3 separate regions of the Mus musculus genome follow, and all the other regions are linked to region 3. A link is a contact called in public Hi-C and HiChIP or PLAC-seq data. All regions are on one chromosome and are shown on one strand. The core of a region is the stretch at or near the end of the contact, and the rest is flanking DNA. Distances in the headings are between cores, read along the strand shown.

Region 1 (2,700 bases), core at 196-2,695, 110 kb before region 3:
CATTCCATTAGACTTATTCATTGGACTGGAGCCAAGAGAGTTATGAAAGGGAAGGGAAGCTGGTTTTTCCTCACATCATACCCCAGACTAAAGGATTAAAGCTCTGATTAACACACAAGGTATTTCCTAAAGAGAAAGTAGCACCTGATGACGAAACTGGGTCATTCCTGCCTGTGCCAACTGAGTGTGGCTTCAAAGGCTTCTAAAGCAACTGAGGATGCCTGCTGGATCTGCTAGATGCAGATGGATCAGGGTTCTCTGGATCAAGCCCAGAATAGCATAGGCTGAAAGTGCTGGTGAAGCCGAGACCTCTCCTTCCTGGGGAGCTGGTGTACGGGGTTCCCTGCCAACTGAGCTCTGGATATAAGAGGACCAGATTGTATACCTATTGTCATAAGTTGGTGTGGAATGTGAAGGACCCAGTCAAAGCTTGAAAGCAAGGACAACCACCTTGAATTCTCAAGCTAGGATCTAGCCTCTGGTGGGCTATTTGGAGCTTAAGATTGAAAGCCAGGGCTCAGGGGGAAACTTGATCCTCCCACCCATTGAGCCTACTTTATCTTGTGGGAGAACAAGGCTAAAAACACTGCCAGCCAGGAAATTCCCCTTACCCTCCCTTACTCACAGTCCATAGTACCTCAAACTGACAGTAAGATGCTGTAATCTAGGTGCCTGTGTCCTTCTCCTAAACCTCTGCCTTCAGCCTGGGAACTCCTGCTGGGAACCCAAAAACAAACAAACAAACAAACTAGCCATTCCTCATCCTCCCTGTCCTTCTTGTGCCTCCCAGGAATAGAGGCAAGGCCAGTGCTCTGGCCATCTACGGAATCACACAAGGGTCAAATCAATGGAAAGTTCCACGGCCCTCTCATTCTGTCAGGAGTAGAAGCACTGAGAACCTGCCTCTGTGTCCCGAGCCTCGGCGCCCATAAACTGTCCCTGGTTAACAAATCCTTCAGGCTTAGAGAAGTTACATCAGCCAACGATGATTTCCAGAGAGCTCGTGAATCCCAGGGGTGGGGATTAAGCCCAGACCCCACTGCACTCTCTCTTTCCAGCACAATTGAGATATAGAACTAAATGTGTCAGGCAGAGACAGACAGAGCAAAGAGCTGAGGAGAAGATAAAGAATAGAGAAATTGGAGCTGTTCTCGGCCGAGATAAGAAATCTTTCTAAGTTGCCCCCTGGCTTAGGTTTAAACTGTACAACGTTCTCCAAAATGCGCTCGAACCCCGTCACCTTCATTCAAGCCCTCGCTAAAACTTTAAATGAGTTATTATGCACATTAAATTGTCATTTAATCGTAGCCAAGCACTGTCATAAAAGCAAATGGAGCAAGCCAAACAGCACGGGGATGAGAAATACTACACGAGTTACATTTGAAAGCACAGGCTGAAAAATGCTCACTTCATCCCCCACCAGGGCCTCCTGTCAGCACCAGGAAACAAACAGCTTTTCTCTCTCTCTCTGGAGCTTGGGAGTCCGTGAATTCCAACCAGTGACAGGATGGTTTGAAGCTGACTGGCCACAGCACAACCCACTATGATTTCAGATTGTTCAGTCCGGTGGTCCCATTCCAGGAAAGGCTGTAAGGCACGAAACCCAGGGTTCCTTTTCAATTAACAAGTGATAGCAATCCCCCTGTCTCAGAAATCCTTAGTAAAACACCAGTCTGAAACTGTCTTGAGTATACATTTAAATGTACTCCCCCAACCCCACCCCCACCCCCCCACCCCCCACCCCCGTTGCCTCTGTAAATGAGTATATTGAAAGACCAGAAAGACAAGAAACAAAAGTCCACATCCCCCTGCCTCCAAACCAGAGGCTGAGGCTAACTCAGTGAGAGAAAGTAACTAACTTGGATGGGGGTGCCAAAGGCCTTAAGGATCTTGGTAAAGAGGAGTTTAGAAAAGATGATTTTAACAGATCATATACAAAAATATAAATCCTTTTTCTTTGGCCTTATGTTTTCATTTTCTTTACTGATTTGTTTTGCTCTATTTTTGAGAAACTGTCCTTCTAAAGATTGGGGATTTTTTTTTCAAATAGTTTCAGAATTTTAAACACAGGTACTGTGTTTTCTTTGGTTTTGTTTTTTAATGTTACACTGGCCCATGTAGTGATTCCGTTTTCTGCGGGTGTTTGTGTTTTGAATCTAATATTTTCTAAGAGTCATTTATCCAATTTATCTAATATCTGTTGAGCGCCAAACACTCAGTCTAGCCTGTAAATAACTCAAAGATCACACAGAACGGCACTGTTACCAAGGAGCTTAACCCAGGATAATCACCATTTAATGGCTAGTATAATTATATTCGATTTAAAGCAGATACTCACTGAAAGAAAAACAGATTGAGTTGTACAGAAGCTCAAAAGAGGGAGATGCTACTTCCAGCTAGGATCAGCCCAAGAGATGGAGAGCCACCATGAAGCTGGCCCTTAATTGGTGGGGAGCTTTTAAGGATGTGGTAGGGAAGAACCTATGACGTAGACGGAAGGGAATCAAAAAAATAATGAAAAGCAACCCCGTGCAAAGAATGGGAGGAAGAAAATGTAGGCACTGTTTAAGTAAACGCGGAGATGTTCTGTTTATCCAAGCTGCCTCTATAAGGGCAACTGTGTGTGGGGGATGACATTAGAAGGCCCTTTCTTTCCTTTGGCACTCTGCTACACTACTCTTCACGCATGTTCAGATCGTC
Region 2 (2,700 bases), core at 33-2,532, 92 kb after region 3:
AGGTAGGTAGGTAGGTAGATAGATAGGTAGATAGATAGATAGATAGATAGATAGATAGATAGATAGATAGATAGATAGATAGATAGATAGATAGATGATAGAGATGATGGATGGATAGAGATACATGATAGATAGATAGATAGATAGATAGATGGATAGATAGATAGATAGATAGATAGATAGATAGATAGATAGATAGATAGGTGATAGAGATGATGGATAGAGAGATACATGATATGTAGATAGATAGATAGATAGATGATAGATAGATAGATAGATAGATAGATAGATAGATAGATAGATAGATAGTAGATAGACAGACTGATGGGATAAGAATTTGAAGTGATAAAAATACTCATTGGCTTGGCTTGGTTTTACTCATAAATTATAATATCACATTTATCCCGTAAGTACATACAGCTATAATTTGTCAAGTTGCAGTTAAAGCATGCACCCACAGGAAGGAAGGAAATCATTCAAAGATATGTCAGAGATTTCCTGCACCCAGGAGTTAGCCAGAGAGGAGCGACGTTGAAGGAGTGGCATTGACCGGTGAGAGCCAGGCCTCTAAAAGTGATCTTTCCCAGGCAGATCTTCACTTGCAGTTGCTGAACACCCTTTCCCAATGGAACCATTACCAACTCTGTGGGGAGCTGCTCAGAATCCAGCTGCACGCTTCTGGCACGGGGAGGAGGCTGACCTCTTGGTACATCTATCTCCGGATGGACCTGCCAATTAGAAAATGCTTGCCTGGTGGCACTCCAGGACTCTACAATAAAGAGTGAGCCTCATCCTTGTTGTGGGGTCAGTCCAGGGATGGTGTGAAGATTGTTCTCAACTGCCTACCTTACTGGATTAGAAAACACCTGAGAGAGCCGGGCGTGGTGGCGCACGCCTTTAATCCCAGCACTCGGGAGGCAGAGGCAGGCGGATTTCTGAGTTCGAGGCCAGCCTGGTCTACAGAGTGAGTTCCAGGACAGCCAGGGCTACACAGAGAAACCCTGTCTCGAAAAACCGAAAGAAAGAGAGAAAGAAAGAGAGAAAGAAAGAAAGAAAGAGAGAAAGAAAGAGAGAAAGAAAGAGAGAGAGAGAGAAAGAGAGAAAGAAAGAGAGAAAGACAGACAGACAGACAGACCTGGGAGGTTGATAAAGCATGTTTGCAGCTCCATCTGGGCATTTCCAGAAACCATTAGATCATGCAAGCGGTGGCCCAATCAGGGCTAATCCCTTGATAGAGTTCTAAGATGACAGCATTGCTAGAAGGTGATTCATCTTCGGGGGCCTTTGGAGGAAGTAGCTTAATGAGATGGAATCTTCCCCAGGCCACTGTCTTTATGTCCTTTCCTCTACTTACTGTTCACCAAGAAGCCTCCATCATGTGACCCCGTTACCATGGTGATCTGCTTGCAACCAAGGGGCGGAGCAACCACGGGCTGCACAATATGCCAACATAAACCCTTCCTCCCTTAAATTGTCCTCTCTAGTATTTTTGGTCTCGGGATGAGGAGAGTTAACTGTGTTCTCTCCAGAGCCTCTTTCCCAAGCTTCCTCAACTACCCTTCTCACCGCAGTTTCCTCAACTGCCCTTCTCACCGCAGTTTCCTCAACTGCCCTTCTCACCGCAGTAAACTGAGTTATCTTGCTGGGGGATCCCTGTCCTTGAACCCATCACCTGCTTTCCAGCTCTCTTGCCAGAGAACACAGGAAGATATGTTTTGCTTAGTGTGCGTTTTTTGGAAAGCTTTTCCTCTTTGTTTTTTCTATCTCAGACACATGTGGGCAAGCCAGCAACTGGAAACGGGACTGAGACAAGCCCGGAAGTATGGGCTGAGGTCACTTGGGAAGTTTCTACTCAGGACTGTTTGTGATGTTCTCGAATTCCAGAGCAGGCTGCACTTTTCCAACCCGAAGCTCAGGAGAATTGGGGAAATCACTCACCCAGACCCTCAGTTATCTTATTTGTCCGTGTTTCATCCATGCAAACTGGAATTCTTTCCAAGCTGAGTCTGGCAGCTGACCATCCGCCTAGGAGCACAGGGTGGGATGCTTCATGGCTATCCCCAGCACATTTCTGCTCTCCCAGTCGCTATGCTGTCTGGACGGCCTCAGAGTAAAGATAGGTGAGGTTCCTGCGGGGTTGTTAATCAAATCAAGGAGACGAGTTCATATAGCCCACTGGTTCCTTTTCTCCATCATCTTCAGATGAGCTTAGGCAAATGTGTGAGCCTTTGACCCTCATCTGGCCAAAGAAGGTTTGGGCAGGATGGAGTTGAGGGCCCCTCCAAATCTAAAGTTCATTGACTTCATGGTACTTTCTTACTGAGATTTATTTATTTTGCGTATATGAGTGTCTCACTCAGATGTATATCTGGGCACCATGTGTGTTCCTGTTGTTGGCAGTGGTCAGACGAGGTCACCAGACCCCCTAGAGCCGAGGATGATTGTGACCTGCCATATGGGTTGAACCCAGGTGACCTCTAATGTTCACATCTTACATGTTGACTAAAATAGGAACAATCTGCTATAGAGCAAGTCTTTAGCTTTGTCTTCTGGGTTGTATCTAAACTTTTAAAATGAGATTGCTACTTTTTTTTTTCTGCAAACAACAAACACTTTTAATTGCTGACCTATCTCTCCCGCCCTGACACCATGGCAATTTAAAGAACATGAAGACAAAGCTTAGTGTATGGGTGAGTGATA
Region 3 (2,700 bases), core at 127-2,626:
CAAAGGGCAGCCTTTAAGGAAGGAATGGAAAAACTATAATCTACAGCCTAGGAACACTTATTAAGATGAGATTTAACCAAAGACCATAAAATCTTAAACGGTAGATAATAAGGTCAAGCCAAGTTACTATTTTCAGCTCTGAACAGATGACGAGACAGGAGGGCATAAATGAGAATTAAAAGAAGAGAGATTCAGAATAGATCAGAAGGTTACCAAAAATAATCAATGGCTGAAATGACTTTCTGGACTCGTTCACTTGTGCTGAAAATATTGAGTCATTGAAAAAGTAATGAGATGATATTCTTGGGAAATGGAATAGTTAAAATGAATGGGTTCAGACGGAGCCAAAGACTTTAATCATCCTAAAAAGAAACACTGGCTAGGGCAAGCTGAGGTTTCAATCTAGGGAGATAACAAGGTAGAGGCTAAGAGGCCTTTGCTTCCTACATTCCACGGGATTAGCAACCCCTTCAAAGGTGCAATACTACCAAGTACTCCCAAGGCCTGCTGTGAATGGTGCATCCTACCGGATGCTAGCAAGAGAAATGAGCAAGGCACACACTAGAAGAGAGAGCTGTAGAGCCACTGTCAGCCAAGCTCCCACGCACCTCTGAGATCATCCCAGTGAACCTGCAAAGGGCCATATCTTCTCACTCATAGTGTCAAGGACTGAACAGTCTAGAAGTCTGGATCTGCCATTGGGCACTTGTAATTCTTAGAGAGCTCCTGTCACCTCTGCAGGCTCCAGCCTCCTGCTCCTTCCTTATTGGATCTCCTCATCTCCTCTAGAACTAGACCTCATGTGTCTGCTTCTGCTTCTCCATGGCAACCCATCAAACACAGGCAGTGTAAGGTGGGCCTTCTTGCTTCCATATTAAATACTGTCATATCCTTCATATGACATGATTTCTAGACGCTTTGCCTTCCTGGCCATCCATCTTCCCTCAAAAGACTCTAAGCATCAATCACTTATGCACACACACACACACACACACACACACACACACACACACGAGTGACCCCGTATAGTAGTTATTGATACATGCCTATTAATCTGTATCCTTTCGCTGTACAAACCATATCTGTGAAGACAACAGCCTTGCTAGATCCTGAGAGTCCCTCTAGGGAATCATCAAACCCGAGGGTAGTACTGGAAACCATCATATGTGTCCCAGGGACAGCCTTTGGCAGGGATGGGCTGTGACGAGCATCTTTGTAGAAAGACAGGGAACAGATTCCCCCCAAGCCTTTGTACCATACAGAACTCTCCTCTGGCAGACCCACGGGCCTCTCATTTGGGACAACTAGGATGGGAAGGAGACAGTGGCAAAAATTCACACAGACCTCCCCATCTGGTGTTCATTCCAGCGTCTGCCGCTCGGTAAGCAAATGTGTTGGCGGGATTCAGGGTTCTCATTGTGACGTAATACATACTCAATTGTCAGAAATCTGGACAGCAGAACGGGGTGTGTAAGAACCAGTTCGTCAGGACCCCACCACCCACGGAAAGCATGACTAAGACTGTGCTAGAGGATTTTTGCCAGTCCGTTTCTTTTTCATGAATATGTAGCTGTGTCCCCAGTGAGACATAACTTTATCATATTTTGTTAGCAAGAAAATCTGCAAGTTAGAAGTCGCCGGCCACTTTCATGTCTAACAAGCCATCTTGGGACACTTTTTTTGCCTCCTGGAAACAATCAACCTGAGTTTCTTTTGGCTTGAGGTTTTCAGATGAAAGTACCCAGCGTCCAGAGACCAGGATGGCAGCCAGGGGGCAGTGTTTCTCTCGACATACACTGCTCTCCACCGCTCCCTCCAAACTGAAGCCACCGTGCCTGGGACTGGTGGAGACAGTGTGAAAGAGGCCTTGACAGGCCCTCGGGATAGCATACAAGGTCCGCTGGCTGTGTCTTCTTCCATTCACTAATAATAGGTTCAGCTGGTCTAAGGCGGGTGCCTCGGTCACTAACTGTTGATGTTTGAAGGTGTTCAGGGCTCAGCCCTGTGCTGAGACTGGAGCCTTGTACGGTATACCATCACAGCATCGTGGGCCTGATTTAAATATCAGCTACATCGGGACCCAGAGCAATGTAAATGGGGAGATAGAACTGGACGGGAAGTTCCTTCACGATAGGCTCGAAAAGTCACCAATAGTCTTGACAGGAAACTCCGAGAGCCACAAGGACTGTACAAGGTTCAGCCTGCCAGCGTTTTATCATGGATTAGAGAGGAGCTCCTTGTATCTTCGGCTCTCCACAGAGCATATCCGCAGTCCATGACAGGGGTGGGGGGTGGGGGTGGTTTCTTCAGTGGAGAAGCCATTGATAAACCACACATGCTCCAAATAACCTCTCACCCATACAAGGAATCTTAATTGGATTCAGTAAGTCAAACACACACACACACGGGGGGGGGGGGGCATCAAAGTAGGATGGGGGCTTGTTGGAAAGTGGGGGGGGGGGTTCAACAGGAAAAGGAAGGGGATGAGACAGGGAAGAGTGTAAAAAGGACTAAAATTTATGATAGACATTGAGGAAACTGTCAAAAATAAATACGAACGATTCTTAAGACTCATTATTTTAATTATGAGTATATGTGGGAGAGGTATGCACCCCTCAGTGCAGGTGCCTGTAGAGATCAGATGAAGGTGTTGTGTGCCCTGAGTGTGGAATTGCGGGTAGTTGTGAGCCTTCTGGTCTT

What was found. HiChIP or PLAC-seq counts read pairs in DNA pulled down with a chosen protein or histone mark. Hi-C and Micro-C count contacts between places; a contact is called where the count stands out from the background.
Region 1: a contact with region 3 is called in a Hi-C map of uterus, with 2.8 times the contacts expected there. The contact joins the enhancer-like site here to the promoter of 1700017L05Rik in region 3. A contact is called at or near these places in 18 of 484 Hi-C or Micro-C datasets (the HL-1 cell line, the N1E-115 cell line, Sertoli cells and 10 more) and 4 of 115 datasets of contacts at active chromatin or transcription factors (astrocytes, embryonic stem cells and heart atrium).
Region 2: a contact with region 3 is called in a CTCF HiChIP or PLAC-seq map of CD8 T cells, with 7 read pairs. The contact joins the enhancer-like site here to the promoter of 1700017L05Rik in region 3. A contact is called at or near these places in 1 of 15 datasets of contacts at CTCF or cohesin (CD8 T cells), 9 of 484 Hi-C or Micro-C datasets (the 63-12 cell line, the AML12 cell line, CD4 single positive thymocytes and 6 more) and 1 of 115 datasets of contacts at active chromatin or transcription factors (large pre-B cells).

Annotation. Positions count from the first base shown.
Region 1 is chr5:77,578,751-77,581,450 of GRCm38.p6, reverse strand. No RefSeq gene overlaps it. Among named protein-coding and RNA genes, the nearest start is that of 1700017L05Rik, 110 kb to the right of the region's middle. Within about 2 kb of position 1,445, at least 86 of the 459 cell types and tissues checked have an H3K27ac peak or open chromatin away from gene starts, as enhancers often do. A contact at or near this core is called in the N1E-115 cell line, adipose-derived mesenchymal stem cells, astrocytes and 5 more, where this site is marked.
Region 2 is chr5:77,371,618-77,374,317 of GRCm38.p6, reverse strand. All of the region lies in intron 1 of Igfbp7 (insulin-like growth factor binding protein 7), which reads left to right. Among named protein-coding and RNA genes, the nearest start is that of Gm34648, 14 kb to the left of the region's middle. Within about 2 kb of position 1,282, at least 93 of the 459 cell types and tissues checked have an H3K27ac peak or open chromatin away from gene starts, as enhancers often do. A contact at or near this core is called in CD8 T cells, the HL-1 cell line, the N1E-115 cell line and 1 more, where this site is marked.
Region 3 is chr5:77,464,164-77,466,863 of GRCm38.p6, reverse strand. It overlaps 1700017L05Rik (RIKEN cDNA 1700017L05 gene), which reads right to left and starts at 1,376. Exons shown (of 2, transcript NR_131050.1): 1 at 1,047-1,376.